Regions from separate parts of the Mus musculus genome. Here regions 2, 3, 4 and 5 are each linked to region 1. Evidence: chromatin contacts called from public ChIA-PET, HiChIP or PLAC-seq and promoter capture Hi-C data. All regions are on one chromosome and are shown on one strand. Each heading gives the region's core, a stretch centred on a gene start, on an enhancer-like site or on the middle of the called end of the contact. The rest is flanking DNA. Distances are from core to core; before and after follow the strand shown.

What was found. Promoter capture Hi-C pulls out the DNA fragments that hold promoters and counts their contacts. ChIA-PET counts read pairs in DNA pulled down with a chosen protein or histone mark. HiChIP or PLAC-seq counts read pairs in DNA pulled down with a chosen protein or histone mark.
Region 2: an RNA polymerase II ChIA-PET map of memory CD8 T cells shows a contact between it and region 1, with 6 read pairs. The contact joins two enhancer-like sites. A contact is called at or near these places in 2 of 115 datasets of contacts at active chromatin or transcription factors (large pre-B cells and memory CD8 T cells) and 2 of 9 other capture datasets (liver and pancreatic islet).
Region 3: an Esrrb HiChIP or PLAC-seq map of embryonic stem cells shows a contact between it and region 1, with 35 times the contacts expected there. The contact joins two enhancer-like sites. A contact is called at or near these places in 1 of 39 promoter capture datasets (embryonic stem cells), 2 of 15 datasets of contacts at CTCF or cohesin (embryonic stem cells and large pre-B cells), 29 of 484 Hi-C or Micro-C datasets (B cells, the G1E-ER4 cell line, the HL-1 cell line and 5 more), 17 of 115 datasets of contacts at active chromatin or transcription factors (embryonic stem cells, epiblast stem cells, fetal liver and 2 more) and 1 of 9 other capture datasets (embryonic stem cells).
Region 4: a contact with region 1 is called in a promoter capture Hi-C map of embryonic stem cells, with 4 times the contacts expected there. The contact joins the promoter of Med14 here to the enhancer-like site in region 1. A contact is called at or near these places in 1 of 39 promoter capture datasets (embryonic stem cells), 6 of 484 Hi-C or Micro-C datasets (cerebral cortex and embryonic stem cells) and 3 of 115 datasets of contacts at active chromatin or transcription factors (the NIH/3T3 cell line, embryonic stem cells and extraembryonic endoderm stem cells).
Region 5: an H3K27ac HiChIP or PLAC-seq map of embryonic stem cells shows a contact between it and region 1, with 6 times the contacts expected there. The contact joins the promoter of AA414768 here to the enhancer-like site in region 1. A contact is called at or near these places in 3 of 15 datasets of contacts at CTCF or cohesin (CD8 T cells, embryonic stem cells and stem cell-derived epiblast-like cells), 36 of 484 Hi-C or Micro-C datasets (B cells, CD8 T cells, the HL-1 cell line and 10 more) and 11 of 115 datasets of contacts at active chromatin or transcription factors (embryonic stem cells, epiblast stem cells and stem cell-derived neural progenitor cells).

Annotation. Positions count from the first base shown.
Region 1 is chrX:13,206,692-13,209,433 of GRCm38.p6, reverse strand. No RefSeq gene overlaps it. Among named protein-coding and RNA genes, the nearest start is that of 2010308F09Rik, 40 kb to the left of the region's middle. Within about 2 kb of position 1,318, at least 154 of the 459 cell types and tissues checked have an H3K27ac peak or open chromatin away from gene starts, as enhancers often do. A contact at or near this core is called in B cells, CD8 T cells, the HL-1 cell line and 9 more, where this site is marked.
Region 2 is chrX:13,575,486-13,578,201 of GRCm38.p6, reverse strand. All of the region lies in intron 12 of Cask (calcium/calmodulin-dependent serine protein kinase (MAGUK family)), which reads left to right. The region is part of intron 1 of Gm34836 (a long non-coding RNA gene); the gene reads right to left. Among named protein-coding and RNA genes, the nearest start is that of Gm34836, 7.0 kb to the right of the region's middle. Within about 2 kb of position 1,406, at least 75 of the 459 cell types and tissues checked have an H3K27ac peak or open chromatin away from gene starts, as enhancers often do. A contact at or near this core is called in memory CD8 T cells, where this site is marked.
Region 3 is chrX:12,901,043-12,903,742 of GRCm38.p6, reverse strand. No RefSeq gene overlaps it. Among named protein-coding and RNA genes, the nearest start is that of AA414768, 34 kb to the left of the region's middle. Within about 2 kb of position 1,297, at least 8 of the 459 cell types and tissues checked have an H3K27ac peak or open chromatin away from gene starts, as enhancers often do.
Region 4 is chrX:12,760,693-12,763,392 of GRCm38.p6, reverse strand. Med14 (mediator complex subunit 14) reads left to right here and starts at 1,420. Exons shown (of 31, transcript NM_001048208.1): 1 at 1,420-1,926. The coding sequence starts at 1,694. Gm14634 (predicted gene 14634) reads right to left here and starts at 1,115. Exons shown (of 5, transcript NR_045852.1): 1 at 407-1,115.
Region 5 is chrX:12,935,584-12,938,362 of GRCm38.p6, reverse strand. AA414768 (expressed sequence AA414768) reads right to left here and starts at 1,490. Exons shown (of 1, transcript NM_001272033.1): 1 at 1-1,490. The coding sequence starts at 1,398. The coding sequence ends at 235.

The DNA of each region.
Region 1 (2,742 bases), core at 69-2,568:
GCCCCCACCTTTAATACTAGCACCCCGGTGGCAGAGACAGACAGCTCTCTGAGTTCGAGGCCAGCCTGGTCTACAGAGTGAGTTCAAAGACAGTCAGGACTGTTACAGAGAAAAACTCTTGTGTGAGTGGAGGCGGGGGTAGGGCAGGGGGTAAGCTTGCTTTAATTAATTTGACCATGATGATTTGGGCTGGTGCTCTCTATTCAAATCCTTGATGTCAACACCATTCCCACAGCCCTCTTTTCTTTGAATCTTTTGAGATGAGGTCTCACTGTGGCTGGGTGATTTGCCTCCATGTCTGTGTGCCACCTGCATGCAGATCTTGAGGAGGTCAGAAGAGGGCAGTGGATCCCCTGGAACTGGAGTTACAGATAATTGGGAGCCCACCATATGGGGACCAGGAATTGAACCCATGTCCTTTGGAGGAGCCATTAGTACTGTAAAGCACTGAGGCATCTCTCTCAGTCTCATAACTAATAGCTGGGATAACTTTTCACAGACCCTCTTTTGGCTCTGAATACTTGAAACACTGTTTCTCTTCCACCACCTACTTTCCAACTGCTGTGGCTCAGGGTGGCGTTACCAGGTGGGCAGGCAGATTATTCCTGGAAAGCATTCCTGTCCTAAGATGGCCAGTAATTCCTATATATGGAAATATAATGGTCCATTAAAGTCATTCCAACTGTATCGCCAACTCGAGTTCTCAGGATCCAGAAGTCCCTTAGCCTGTGGGAATGGGACAAAGGGAGAGTCATAGTGGGGGAGATAGCAGAGTTCTGTTTTTAAACTGGGATAGTTCAGGCTGGCATAGAACTCACAGGGAATCCCCTGTCTGTGCCCCTGTAGTGGCAGGATTACAGATATACACCAGCCACCACTTAACCAATTAAGCTCATATCATCCCCTTTCTCCAATTTTACACACATGTATGGTATGACAGTTACGTTCATTTTGGGGGATTCCAGCAAACAAGGAGCCCGATGCTTGAGCCTTAGTTCCGGCTTCGTGCTCTGGATATGTAAAAGGGTTAGGTGCTTTTTGAGTTCTGATTAACAAAGGGCAAAAAAATCGGGGGTTGGGGGACGCAGCAGAATCTAAGATGTCGTGGGTACAAAGCACTTGGATCTGCGCAACCGCCACAGTTCCCTTCCCCCACTTCCCAAGCCATTGAGCAGACGTCTCCAACCCCTCGTGGTTCATGCCACCCTGCGGCCACTAGAGGGCAGCAGAGCCTAACGTCAAGCGAGGTCTGGCACAAGAGCTGGTTTTCCAAGGGGATTTCCGAACCACACTCCCTTAGACTTCCGGTGACACCACCCATCTTTGGCAACAAAAAGTGTGCCGGCTTGGCCAGGCAGAGAGCCGCGGAGTCCTGACAGATGCTGTTCTGTTAAAGATCAGGTTGCTGGAACAGTGTGGCTTCCTCGCCACCCCTATGGACAAAGGTCCACGTGGCTGTGGGGCCAGGCCCTTAAAGGAAGTAGCACAGAGCTGGCAGGTGTCACAGCCTCTGTGTATCCATAACTAATCCTCGTCACCACTGAACCCACACAGAAACATTGTGAGACCAGAGACTCCTATGGAGATCAGGAAGAGACCCTTGCCCCAGGCCTTTGGTAGGGACTCTTAACAGAAGTAAGACCCCAGGGCGAACAAGTTGCTGTTGGCTGGGACAGGGGAGCTGCGTGAGTAGATGATGTGGGGTCAGGGCTGGAGGCATCTTACTTGTGACCAGGTGGGACCACGCCCCAGGGTGGGCACACCATCCCAGACTGCAGGTCCGATACTTCTGCCAACAGCTGGTTTCTGTGGCCGGTACTGGTTGTGGCCCAGCCTGCCTTCAGCGCCTCAGGGCCAGCAGCTTTATGATCACCAGCTGCCAAATGCCACGGGCATACCATTTAAAAGCCAGCCCCCCCCCCCCATCGCGGCCTACTCTTTCACCCTGTCTCTCTGTCTCTTGTTGTCTGGGCTAGCCCATCTCTTCCCACCCAAATAAATTCCTTTCGGGAGATCTATTGTATGATGGTATGATGGTGTAATCTTTGGGACACACTTTAGTAACCCCAACCCGCCAAGGGATTCTGCTGGTTAACCCTTACTCTGGTGATACGGGATCTAATGGGGACTCTTCGGCCATGCACTCTGCAACTGAGACACAGCCCCAGCTCTCTGAGCTGGATTATTTTGTTGTTGTTGTTGTTACTGTTTTTATTTTTATTTGTGTATGTGGGCACATAAGTACTATGTCCTAAGAGGCCACAGTCATTGTTACCCCTAGATCTAGAGTTATGCTAGTCTCCCCTCACCAAAATGTGCATTTTAAAGGTGGTTACAGGACAGTTCCAGAGATGGCTTGGTGACCTGTTAAGAGCACTGGCTGCTCTTCCAGAGAACCCGGGTTCCATTCCCAGCCCCCACATAACTACTCAAAACCGGCTGTAACTCTAGTCTTAGGGGATCCCATGTCCTCTTCTAACTCCAAGGCCATAGACACAAATGAAACATTCTTACCAAAGAAAAAAGTCATCTAAAAACAAACAAACAAACCCAAAGACTCCTGGGGTGGCAATCCTGTAATCTGTTGTTTGTGGTGCTGTTTGGTTGTGTTTTTCTCTTTTACAGGGTAGGAATGTGGGCCCTTCCCCCAGCCTTGAGTTGGCTAAACAAGTCGCCACCGCTGGAGCCAGGCGTCCTGCCCAAGCGGAAAGAGACTGCCCGCCCGCTGAGCTGCTGAGAGCT
Region 2 (2,716 bases), core at 157-2,656, 370 kb before region 1:
GAGGGAACTCAAAGAGTCTACCTCCAATAGATAGACAGGGTCTCAAGGGGGAGGGACAGGGTTATTAACCCACAGTCAACATTTCTGACCCAAAACTCACCATGGTGGCTTTTATAACATTTTGTAAATTGTGGAATCACAATGATGCATAATCATTCTTAGATGTGTAAAAAATTTTTCTTTCAGTTTATAAATTTATAGTTCCTCAATTTTTCTGAAAATGCAATTTTAAGATGTACAATATTCCTTTCAGACCTGTACTATCTCATTTTTAATGTCTGAAAGGGACTTTCATTTTTGGTTTTGTTTATATTAAAGAGTTGGGTTTCCCCGGGCTATCCAGGAACTATGCGGTTTAAACTTCCTGGGTAGGTATCTAAGCTGAAAATCTCAAGTTGGTATGTTAATTTGGGCAGGAAAATATAGTTTAGATCTCTGAAACTTTTCTCCAGTTTACAACTTCGAAAAATCATCTTCAAAGTGATAGCTGCTTGTCAGTTCCCTAAATATTAGTATTAAGTCACCTGCCTTTCCCTAACATTTTGATGGATTTCAAATATATAATATGTGAAAAAAAAAAGTCCTTTTGCCTAGCACTTCTCAGTTCACTAAGGCACGATATTGGAACTTGGTTCCTGTTCCCTGAGACTGTGAAGGGAGTCTCTGACAGGCTGTCTCTCATCTCATGGCTGCCATTTCATATAGTCTTTCTCACACTCTTACTATCTGTCTCACTACAGTTGCGGGCACATTTCATTATTTTGGAGCTAAAAATGAACTTGAATTATCTTCCAACAAAAAGTTGCTTCAGTGTCTTTAAAGTAACTGGCCGCTAATGAACTTAACTGTTCTTTGAAGCTCTAGAAGGAAGCTCTTCATTTATTGATCTATATTTAGAGTCTTGTTCCAAAAGTTACAATCTTGTCTCAAGTGGTACATATTCTTGTCCTTTATAAGGTTTTCTCTGTGGAAAAAGAAAAGGTTGATGAGCTACACAACCCAGGGATAGTTATTTCATAGTATCTTCCCACTAACTTTAATTATAGAATATTTAAAATAGATATGGAACAGATACCTAAATGTGGAATATGTGAGCAATTATTTCTATTTGAGGACTAAGAAATCAAGAGTGAAATGTAATGCTGTGTTAAAATAGGAGCTGCCTTTAATGCTTTACAAGTAAAGTAAAAGTGATTGACTTCATCTATCTGTTGGAAAGTGCATGCTTAGGAGATAGGAACTGGGTATTGCCACTGAGTTTACTCTGCTTTGTTTGCACCATCTGTAGAATACAGTTTCCCAATGGAGTTGCAGTGACTCCAAGGCGGAGGTGAAGTGTGTCTGTGCAGCTGTGTGTGGTCATATCTGACCCAGTGCCAAAGACTGGCAGGGAGCACGTCTGTCTAGGAGTGACACAGTGTGAGACAGCCTGTTTCCCTTGCAGCTGTTCACATTTCCTTGTTTTTGCCTTGATTCTATGTCTGTGGTTTGTGTGTGTGTGTGTGTGTGTGTGTGTGTGTGTGTGTGTGTAGTGCTGAACTTGGGTAGCTAATTTCTTTAGAAAAAGAATGCAAACAGCCAGAGCTCCTCATCTTTGTCTTCCTTCTAGGAATAATCTATTAACATCTTTCTATCCCCTCTCCCACTCCCTTCAGCATGCCAGCCTTATAAATATGCTTTATTATCTTCAGATTTAAGGAATGCAAATGACAAAAAAATCTATTTTGATGTTACCAGTCTACCTTGAACTTATAAGTCTGGAGCAGAAGTTGCAAGTTATCACCCTCAAGCCAAATCCAGCCAACCACTTATTTGATACATATTTTACTGAAACACAGTCTATTCATTGTTAACAGCTGCTTTTATACAACACAACAGGCTGTAATAGTAGTGACAGAGACCAGATAGCCCCTAAAACCTAAAAAGTTCCCTTTTGGCCAGGAGAAGATTAAGGTTACTTAACGTGACAAAACCATGCAGTTACTTAACATGACAAAACCAGCAACTGATTAACTTCCAGATCATATGTAGTTTATTTTTGCCATGATCTATGAATAGCATTTTCTGCAATTTCCCCCCAAAATATTACTAAAGGCACCTTCCTAGCACGAGTTGTTAGTTGTTATCTATTTCTAAATTCTAACATAACCCAGAGAGGTCTGGTGTGATCCAGAAGGCCATGCTCTCATGCCCTGCTGCTCTGCTTGTGTAACCCTAAGTGCAGCATTTCACATACCTAGACATTAGTTTTCTCCTCTTTGTTGAACAGCTTTCAGTTGCTATGACAAAACACCTGAGATAATCACCTTAAAAGGAAGAAAAATATTTTGGCTCACGGTTTTAGAGGTTTCCATTTGTTCTCCCTATTGCTTTGGGCCTATGGGAAAGCAAAACATTATGGCAGAAGAAGCTACCCACTTCATGACACACAAAAAGCAAAGAGAAGAAGTGAATGGAATACTGCCATCTATTTCAATGGCACAGTCCCACTGACCTAGCTTTTCCTACCAGACCCCACTTCCTAAAGGTTCCACCACCTGCCACTAGTGCCACAAGCTGGCAATTATGCCTTTTAATACATGGGTGCTTGGGTGATATTTGTCCAGACTATAGGATTCTCTTTAAAATAGAGAAATAGAATTGTATTTATATCTAAGGTCTTCTCTATATTTAAAGAAAAACTTGTTTAGTAAGTCAGACTTGAAAGACCCACAAA
Region 3 (2,700 bases), core at 48-2,547, 310 kb after region 1:
TGAATGATTCACTTAATAGTTCAGAATCTTGGGCTGGAGAGATGGCTCAGCAGTTAAGAGCACTGACTGCTCTTCCAAAGGTCCTGAGTTCAAATCCCAGCAACCACATAGTGGCTCAAAACCATCTGTAATGGTATCTGACTCCCTCTTCTGGTGCATCTGAAGACAGGTACAGTGTACTTACATATAATAATAAATAAATCTTTAGGCTAGAGTGAGCAAGGCTGACTGAAGCAAGCAGAGGTCCTGAATTCAAAATTCCCAGCAACCACATGATAGCTCACAACCATCTGTACAGCACAGCTACAGTGTACTCATATACATAAAATAAATAAATAAATCTTTGAAAAAAATAGTTCAGAATCTTACTTCGTAAAACTGGGACTGGACTGGGCTGGAAAAAAAAACATTCACCTCTTACCACAAAGAGGATGGAGCTAAAGACATATTTTATAGACAAACTTGTATTATATTTCCCTCCACATTCATTCATAAGAGCCATCTCATTCAAATAACAATGTTTTTGAAAATTATTTCTCACTTCAATGTCACAGCAATAATTTCATGTATGTTCTTTTTTTTAAAAAGGACTTTTTTATGTTTGCTTTCCCTGCATGAGTGTTTGTCTAAATGCTTGTTTATGTACCATGTCCATATGCACCTGTCCAATAAGGTCAGAAGAAGGTTTCAGATCCTCTGGAAGTGGAGCCACCGTGTCGGTTCTGGGAATTGAACCCTGGTACTCTGCTAGAACAATAAATGGGCCTTAAATACTGAACTCCTCGTGTAACTTCTAGTCTTTGTTGGGTTTTATGTAGGTGGATATAGTAGAGATCATGATGCACCTTGGCTTTCAAAGCATGGTAATATGCTCTATGATATTCCCAATATCTTCTACTAACATATTCCTATCCACACAACTTGTGGGTAACTGAGCTAAACCTGCCCATTGATAGGCAGTAAGTGCCCTCTGGCAGAGTGATGGGAACACTTGTTTTTCTATTTCTCTTTAGCTCCAAGGTTCTCACCCTGTGGGTTGTAACCCCTTCAGAAGTTGAATGATCTTTTCATAGGAGTCACATATCAGATATCCTGCACAGGGCACAGGAACTCTATGAGAGAGTCAATTAAGGCCCAGCACAGAGTAGTTGAAGCAGCGTGACATGGGTCTGGAGGAGCAGTAGCAAAATTACAGTTAGGAAGTTACAATAAAATAATGTCATGGTTGGGGTCACACCATGAGGAAGTGTGTTAAAGGGCCGCAGCCTTAGGAAACTTGAGAACAGCTGCTTTGGCTGGACTCCTCGCCTCTTCCAGGCCTAGAACGTCAGCCTTGAGCAAAAGTGGAAGCCTCTAGAGCCAAGCCTCCATTCTCTTTTCAGTCTGCCTCTGCCTCTTTTCTTGGAGAACGTTGGCATCTAATGTCTCCTCGGGCACTCACTGACTGCATTTATGGGAGTAGAAAACCACTCACAGAGCAATCTCATGGTCTGAGAAAGGGAACCCCTTTTAAGGCAGAATGGTGATCCAGAATGAAGGAAGGCAGCAAACCTGTTCTTAAGAAGGACCCACTGTCAAGGAGCTCACATTTCTGGCTTCATTCTAGGCAGTACTCTTCCAGTTATGTTCAGGCTGCCCTACCTCTGCCTAGCACAATAAAGGGTACTTGGGCTTGCCATCAATAGCTCTTGTTAGACAAGCCATCTGTATCATTCCAGGTTCTGGCACGAAACAGATGGTACTCTCTGATTGGGTAAAATGAGATGAGTTTAATAAAGAGACTATTTACGAAGGCAGATCAGGGTGTATGGAAACCACAGGCCAGAAGGGGTAGAAGAAGGAAGCAATTACTGGAAACTTGAGAGAGAGAGAAGCCTGTGAAGAGGGCCTCTTGACAAGACTTGTGGCTTCTGGTTCAAAGCTGTAGCTGGCTAGCCCTCAAGGAGGCATTTGTGGGAAATACATATGCTTTTACCTACTGGCTCCTAGAGTTGGCCAGGATCACCTGGAGGGTAGAGGGCACAGGAACTCTATGAGGGAGTCAATTGGAGCCCAACATAGAGCAGTTGAAGCAGGGTGACATGGGTCTGGAGGAGCAAAGGGCAGTCACAGAACATGCCAGTCAAGTTTGGAGATAGTCTGCTGTGGTCCTTGCACAGGGCTGTTGCTCTCAACACTTTTTGGAGAATGAGTCTTTCTAGCCAGAGATAGGAAAGCCTACCTAGTCTTCTTTCTAGCGTTTGGGCTCTTGAGTGTTCTTTCTCCTCCATCCTTCATTGTCTACAAAAGGCAATTGCATTAGTTACCTTTCTGTTGCTGTGATAAGAATAGCCTGACAAACGCACCTTTGGGAAGGAAGGGCTTATTTTGACTCTCTGTTTGAGGGTACAGTCTATCACAGTGAGGCAGGCATGGAAATAGGAGACCAAAGCAGTGGGTCATGTACCTACAGTCAGGGAAAAGAGAATAATAAATGCTAGTACTTGTCTGGTTTTCTCCTTTTTATGCAGTCCAGGACTTAAGCCTAGGGAATGGTGCTGCCCACTTTCAACCTAAACAAATTCTGGCATGTCTAGAGACTCACCTCCCATCAAGTTGACCATTGAGATTAACCATCACAGAAGAGTGGTCTATGAAAGACAATGCATGTTCTGGGTCTCAGCCTTTAGATAGAGGACTGGCTTCCTGCACCTAGTCTGC
Region 4 (2,700 bases), core at 171-2,670, 450 kb after region 1:
AAAATAGCTGGGGATATAAAGGCAGAATGTTTGCCTACTATAGGCAAGGATTTGGTTGGATTCAATCCTTAGTCCTGCAAAAGGCAATGTTGTGGCAGGAGGTGGTGGTATATTCTAGCTGTCACCACAAAGAATAAAGTATGAGAGGTGATCAAAGTCAATGAGTCCGATTTGTTCATTCGGGAGTGTATTCATGCACTGTACCCCATAAACATATGCAATTTAACACTGTACCCCATAAATACATGATTTATCAATCTGAAAAATGGATGAGGTAGTGGAGGAGCTTGTGATCCCAATTACTTTGAGCTCAAGAGCTAAAAAATGCCAGCCCCGACAACACAGTGAGACCAAGAATCAAGAGCACTGCAATTGTACAAGTGGAGAACAAAGAGAATTGTCTAACCTTACGATCAGCATGAGCATCTGTTACACCTGCGAGAGATGAAGCTGCAAAACGATGTTTAGGTAGGGTCACAAAAATAGACGCTTTTAACAGTTAATTTTTCCGTGACTTGTGCGTGAGAATAGCTAGGTTACTAAACAAAAAACAAAAATAAACGCACACAAAAAAACTTTCGAAGCCCAGACATCACGAAAGACCAATTGCTTCCGAATCTATGGAGGTGGAGGGAACCCACAGACATGTTTAAAGGCTTGCAGTTCGTTTCAAACAGAAGCCAAGATTAGAAAACAGACAAAACATGTGGATTTTGGGAGAAAGAGGCTGTAGTTGGAAAGATGAAAACCCAGGCAGGATAGGGCGGCTACTGCAAGGGCAGGGACAAAAGCCAAGAACACCAGCAAAGGATTTAAGGACTACATGTGTTTCAATGTTGGGCTTTGGGTGACAGCAAAGGCGCGGCACACAGGAGACTGCATTCAAATGACGTTATTGTGTCGTTGCTCTTGTCCCACAATTGACAAAAAAAAAAAAGGAAAAAGGAAAAAAAGAGACTGTAACGTTTTCTCCCACGCGTCGCGCCAGGGTCGCCTATGGGCGGAGCGTGCGTTGGACAGTCACAGCGCGCGGTCGCCGCAGGCCGCCTTTTTGGGGCCCCGAGAGGAGAGACGGGTGGTTTCTCCGCCAACCCTTCTCCGTTCACCGTCCCGCTGCGGTCGCCTAGGCGGGGAAAAAGAGCGCTTAGGGACCACTGACGTTACTGTGACGCGGCCGCTGGACTGGCGGCGCGGCTTCCGGCGCCTTGCGCCCACCCCCCTTTCCGCTTTCCCGCCCACGCACCTCCTGGCTCCGCCCCTCTCCCACGCACCCCCTCCTCCTGTCCCCCAGAACAGCACAGCGCGGGGAACGGTCGCAGGTTGCCTTTGGAAAGGGCCTCCCGCGGGTTCCCCTTCCGTTCTGCCTGGCGACTTCCGCTCTCGGCCCAGCAACATGGACGCTATAACCCGCCGGCCGGGCGGCCGCTGAGCAGTCGCGGAAGCTTCCCCACTTGAGTGGCGGCCGGCCCGCCTCTCTGCCCTCCCGCCCCACGCTCGCCTCCCTGCGGCCGGCCGGCCCGGCCCTACATGGGGGCGGGCCTCCGCAGCTTGGGCTCGGCTTCCTGTTCAGAGGCGGCCTGGCGCTAGGCGGCGGCCACTCTGCCCGCGCCCGCCTCGGTGCGGTCACCGAGCCCGGGAGGAGGCTCCAGGGCCGCATCTCAGGCGGTTGCCCCGAGCCGGGCTGTACGCCGCCATGGCCCCAGTGCAGCTGGACAACCACCAGCTGATCCCTCCTGGCGGCGGCGGTGGCAGCAGCGGCGGCGGAGGCAGCAGCAGCGGCTCCGCGTCTGCCCCGGCTCCCCCGCCGCCCGCAGCCGCTGTGGCGGCGGCAGCTGCGGCGGCAGCTAGCCCTGGATACCGGCTTAGCACGCTCATCGAATTTCTGCTCCACCGGGCCTACTCGGAGCTTATGGTGTTGACGGACTTGTAAGTGCTGCGAACCCATGCCTGCTTCCCGGCTCCTCACTTGCCCTTCCCGCCTTCAAGAGAGGCTTATGCTTGCCATTTACTGAGCTAGGCTGCTGAGCGTAGAATTTGGAAATTCATGGGGTTTAGGTTCTGGGGACAGGGAGGAGGTAACTATTGGGGATCTGGTTGACGATGAAAGCACGGAGACTGGTTAGTTTCGCATGTTAACACTTGCGCTGAAGATTGTCTTTGGGATTTTTGTCTTGAGTTCCCAACAGAAGTGTATTAATTTCTATGTGGAATATTTTCTAAAAACCTAAGTCGAAGAGTAAGCATTGAGGACTACGTAGAATTCGAACTGAACGGGATTTTCAACGAAGGGAAATGTTTTACATCTTTTTTGACAATGTTTTAAATGAAGGTTGCAATTGTTTCTCTTAAAATGCCGGAGGTCGATTCTGTGTAAAACAATTACATTATAAATTCTGATTCTTTCTGCAACATTTGAAAGCGTGTTAAGTCTTTATGGATGTAGTGAAAGTAGAATACTTTTTTTCTAATGAGCCTCCGGGTTTCAGTCTAGTTACCTATGAAATGCCTTGGGGCGTGATTAGGGTGTTAATACCTTCAGAGTACAAGCCGACTACACGGATGGTTCACTATGTGAATAAAAGGTACTAGGAAAATTTGAAACTCTTTAGCATCTTCTACCTGAGGTCCATAAAAGTTTTCTTTTTACCTATTGTTAGGCTCCCTCAGGTTTCCAGGGAAATACGTTAGTATGTAGACGCT
Region 5 (2,779 bases), core at 241-2,740, 270 kb after region 1:
AAATGGACACTATGATTATTTATCAGGGAAAACCACAGTAAAGGCTCACAGTTCAGCCCAAGACCCCCACAGTAAGCAAAATGAAAAGGTTGGGACTTCTACTGGTGGTCAGTTGACAGTTTATCCACTAAAACACCAATTAGCTAATATCTTCCGCACTACTGTTACAAAGATATGCAAAGCTTGTTTGTGTCTTTAAAGCTACCTTGTTCCAAATACACCACAGTCTACTATTTACCCATCTTCCTTTGGAGGAGTGAACCAGCCCTTTTTCTCATGCATCTGCACGACGGAGTCATAGGACTGTTGGGCTGTTTCTAGATTATATTGATTCTTATCTGCTCCAAAGCGCACCCTGGCCTTGCCTTTGACTAAGGTGGCATTGATCTGCATGATGACTGATTCAATGGAGTAGGCGCTGCTCCAGCCCTGTTTGGTGAGCAGTTCCATACACAACGCCCCTCCACCCAAAACATACCCTCCAGAGAGAATAGGCAACTCGACGCGAACAAATGGAGGATCAAACGGAAAGTTATCTTTGAAAGAGAAGTTAAGCAAAATATAGTCAATGCCTTCTTTTTCATTCAAGAGCTGAAGGTCACCGTACAAGGGACTATCGGGGTCAACCTTCCTCAGTTTAACGTGCCAGTCATATAAGCTGTCGTTTATCAGTTCCACGGAATAAGTCCCCGATTTGTAGCTCTGCGATCTGTATATATCTCTGAGTTCTTTCATAAGTCTGTTTGAAGCATGCACCGAGCCAGACACGGTACCATTCAAATGCTCTTGCCTTTGGCTCTTCTTGATATTCTCTAATATTGCCAAATGCTCTTTCTCAAGCCCTTCATCCTCTGACTTTTTCTCGCTACTAGCCTCTTCTTCTTCTTCTTCTTCTCCTCCTCCTCCTCCTCCTCCTCCTCCTCCTTCTTTCAGCTCATAATGGTCCAAGTCTTCCACCCCGTCAGCTGCATCTTCACCTTCATCTTCTGAAGGCACCTCTTCGATGGTCGCCTTCTGAGCCATGGGGACCGGCTGGTCCAGCATCTCCATATCCAGGTGCTCAGGCAGGTTATATAAGCTGCAGAGTTCACAGATCAGCCACTTGAGCTGCTGACGAAGCGAACTGTTGGGCTTCGAATCTTCCAGTCGTTCCAGGATCGATGTGAGATCTGGATCGTCAGAGTCCACGAACCATATCGGCGGCGAAGATGGGTAGGACTCGGTGATGGAGCAGTGCAGGGTGAGCGGCGGCGAGGGCGGGCTGCCCGCGGGCGCCGGCGGCACCAGGAACTGACACTGCAGCTCATCCAGCTGCCAGCTCACGATGCGCAGCCGCTCGTGGTCCTGGTCGAAGATGGACGCTAGGAACTCCAGCTCGGCCTTAAGCCCCGACGACATCCTTCCTTTTGGGTCCTCTGAGACGAGTGTGGAAGCAAAGAGGCCCCGCGAGACGCCTGCTGGGCTGCCACCGCCCCTGGGGCCGCCGGGCCGGGCTCCTGCGGCTCCGCCTCTGCCCGCCTCCGCGACCCGCAGAGCGTGGCCGCCTCAGTCATAAGTCTAAGCACTGTGTCGCACAATGATCTACAGGGCCTTTTCATCTTGCATAACGGAACCTTTTGTTCTTTTTTTTTTTTAATTTTGTTTTGAAACATAGTCTTGAATAATGGGGGCTGGTCTTGAACTCTGTGTAGCCAAAGATGGCCTTGAACGCCTGAACCTCCAGCCTCTACCTCCCTCCTCACCCAGTGCTGATTTCACAGCGCCACCACACCCAGTTTATGGCCTCCTGGGAAAGGAAGCCAAGGCCACAAGCATTCTAGGCGTGCAAGCTATGGCCCCAAGCTGATTTTAAAAGAAATGTGAACTTCTGATATTTCTACCCTCACCTCCTGGATGGTGGGAACTACAGGAATGCACCACCACAGCTAGTTTGTGTAGTGCTAAAGGCTAAAGATGGAACCCAGGGCTTGGAGCATGTAGGCAAGCATTCTACAACCTGAGCTACATTCCCGGTCGGTTGTTTTCTCGATTCATTTCAACAGTCATTTTAGTTGCTTCCATATCGTGGCTATCTTGAATACTGCTACAGTGAACATGGGTCACTGATTTCAGAGCTGAAAGATGGCTCAGCAAATAAGTATCACTCGATGCTCAAGCATGAGAAGTTCAAATCTTCAGCGCTTGTATAAAAAGCGTGGCCTAGCCTAAGGCATGCCTGTAATCCCAGTGCTGTATGAGAGGCAGACTGGGAGGTTATCTTGCACATACAAAACACAGACACTGAGTTGGGGAGATAGAGAGGAGAGAGTGTGTGAGTGAGTAAGTGAGTGGGGGGGGGGGGGAGACAGACAGACAGACAGACAGAGAGTGAGGAGAAAGAGAGGAGAGAGCTCCTGCTTTTGCTTCTAATAAGCACAAGCAGGCTTGGTGGACTCAGAAGGCTTTAGGTTGTGCATAGATTTGTTTGGTTTTCAAGACATTGTTTCTCTGTGTAGCCTTGGCTGTCCTGGAACTCACACTGTAGACCAGGCTGGCCTCGAACTCAGAAATCCTCCTGCCTCTGCCTCCCAAGTGCTGGGATTAAAGGTGTGCACCACCACTGCCTGGCCTGTACATAGATTTTTTTAAAGGAAACTTCACAGCTACTTCCAGCCCAGCAAGGGCCCAATTTCTCCACATCTTTGTTATCACTAGTCATTTTTTTCTTTTATTATTTACTTATTTATTTTTATCATGCCCCCGGTGAGGTGTGACAAGATACCTCTTGGTGGTTTTCATC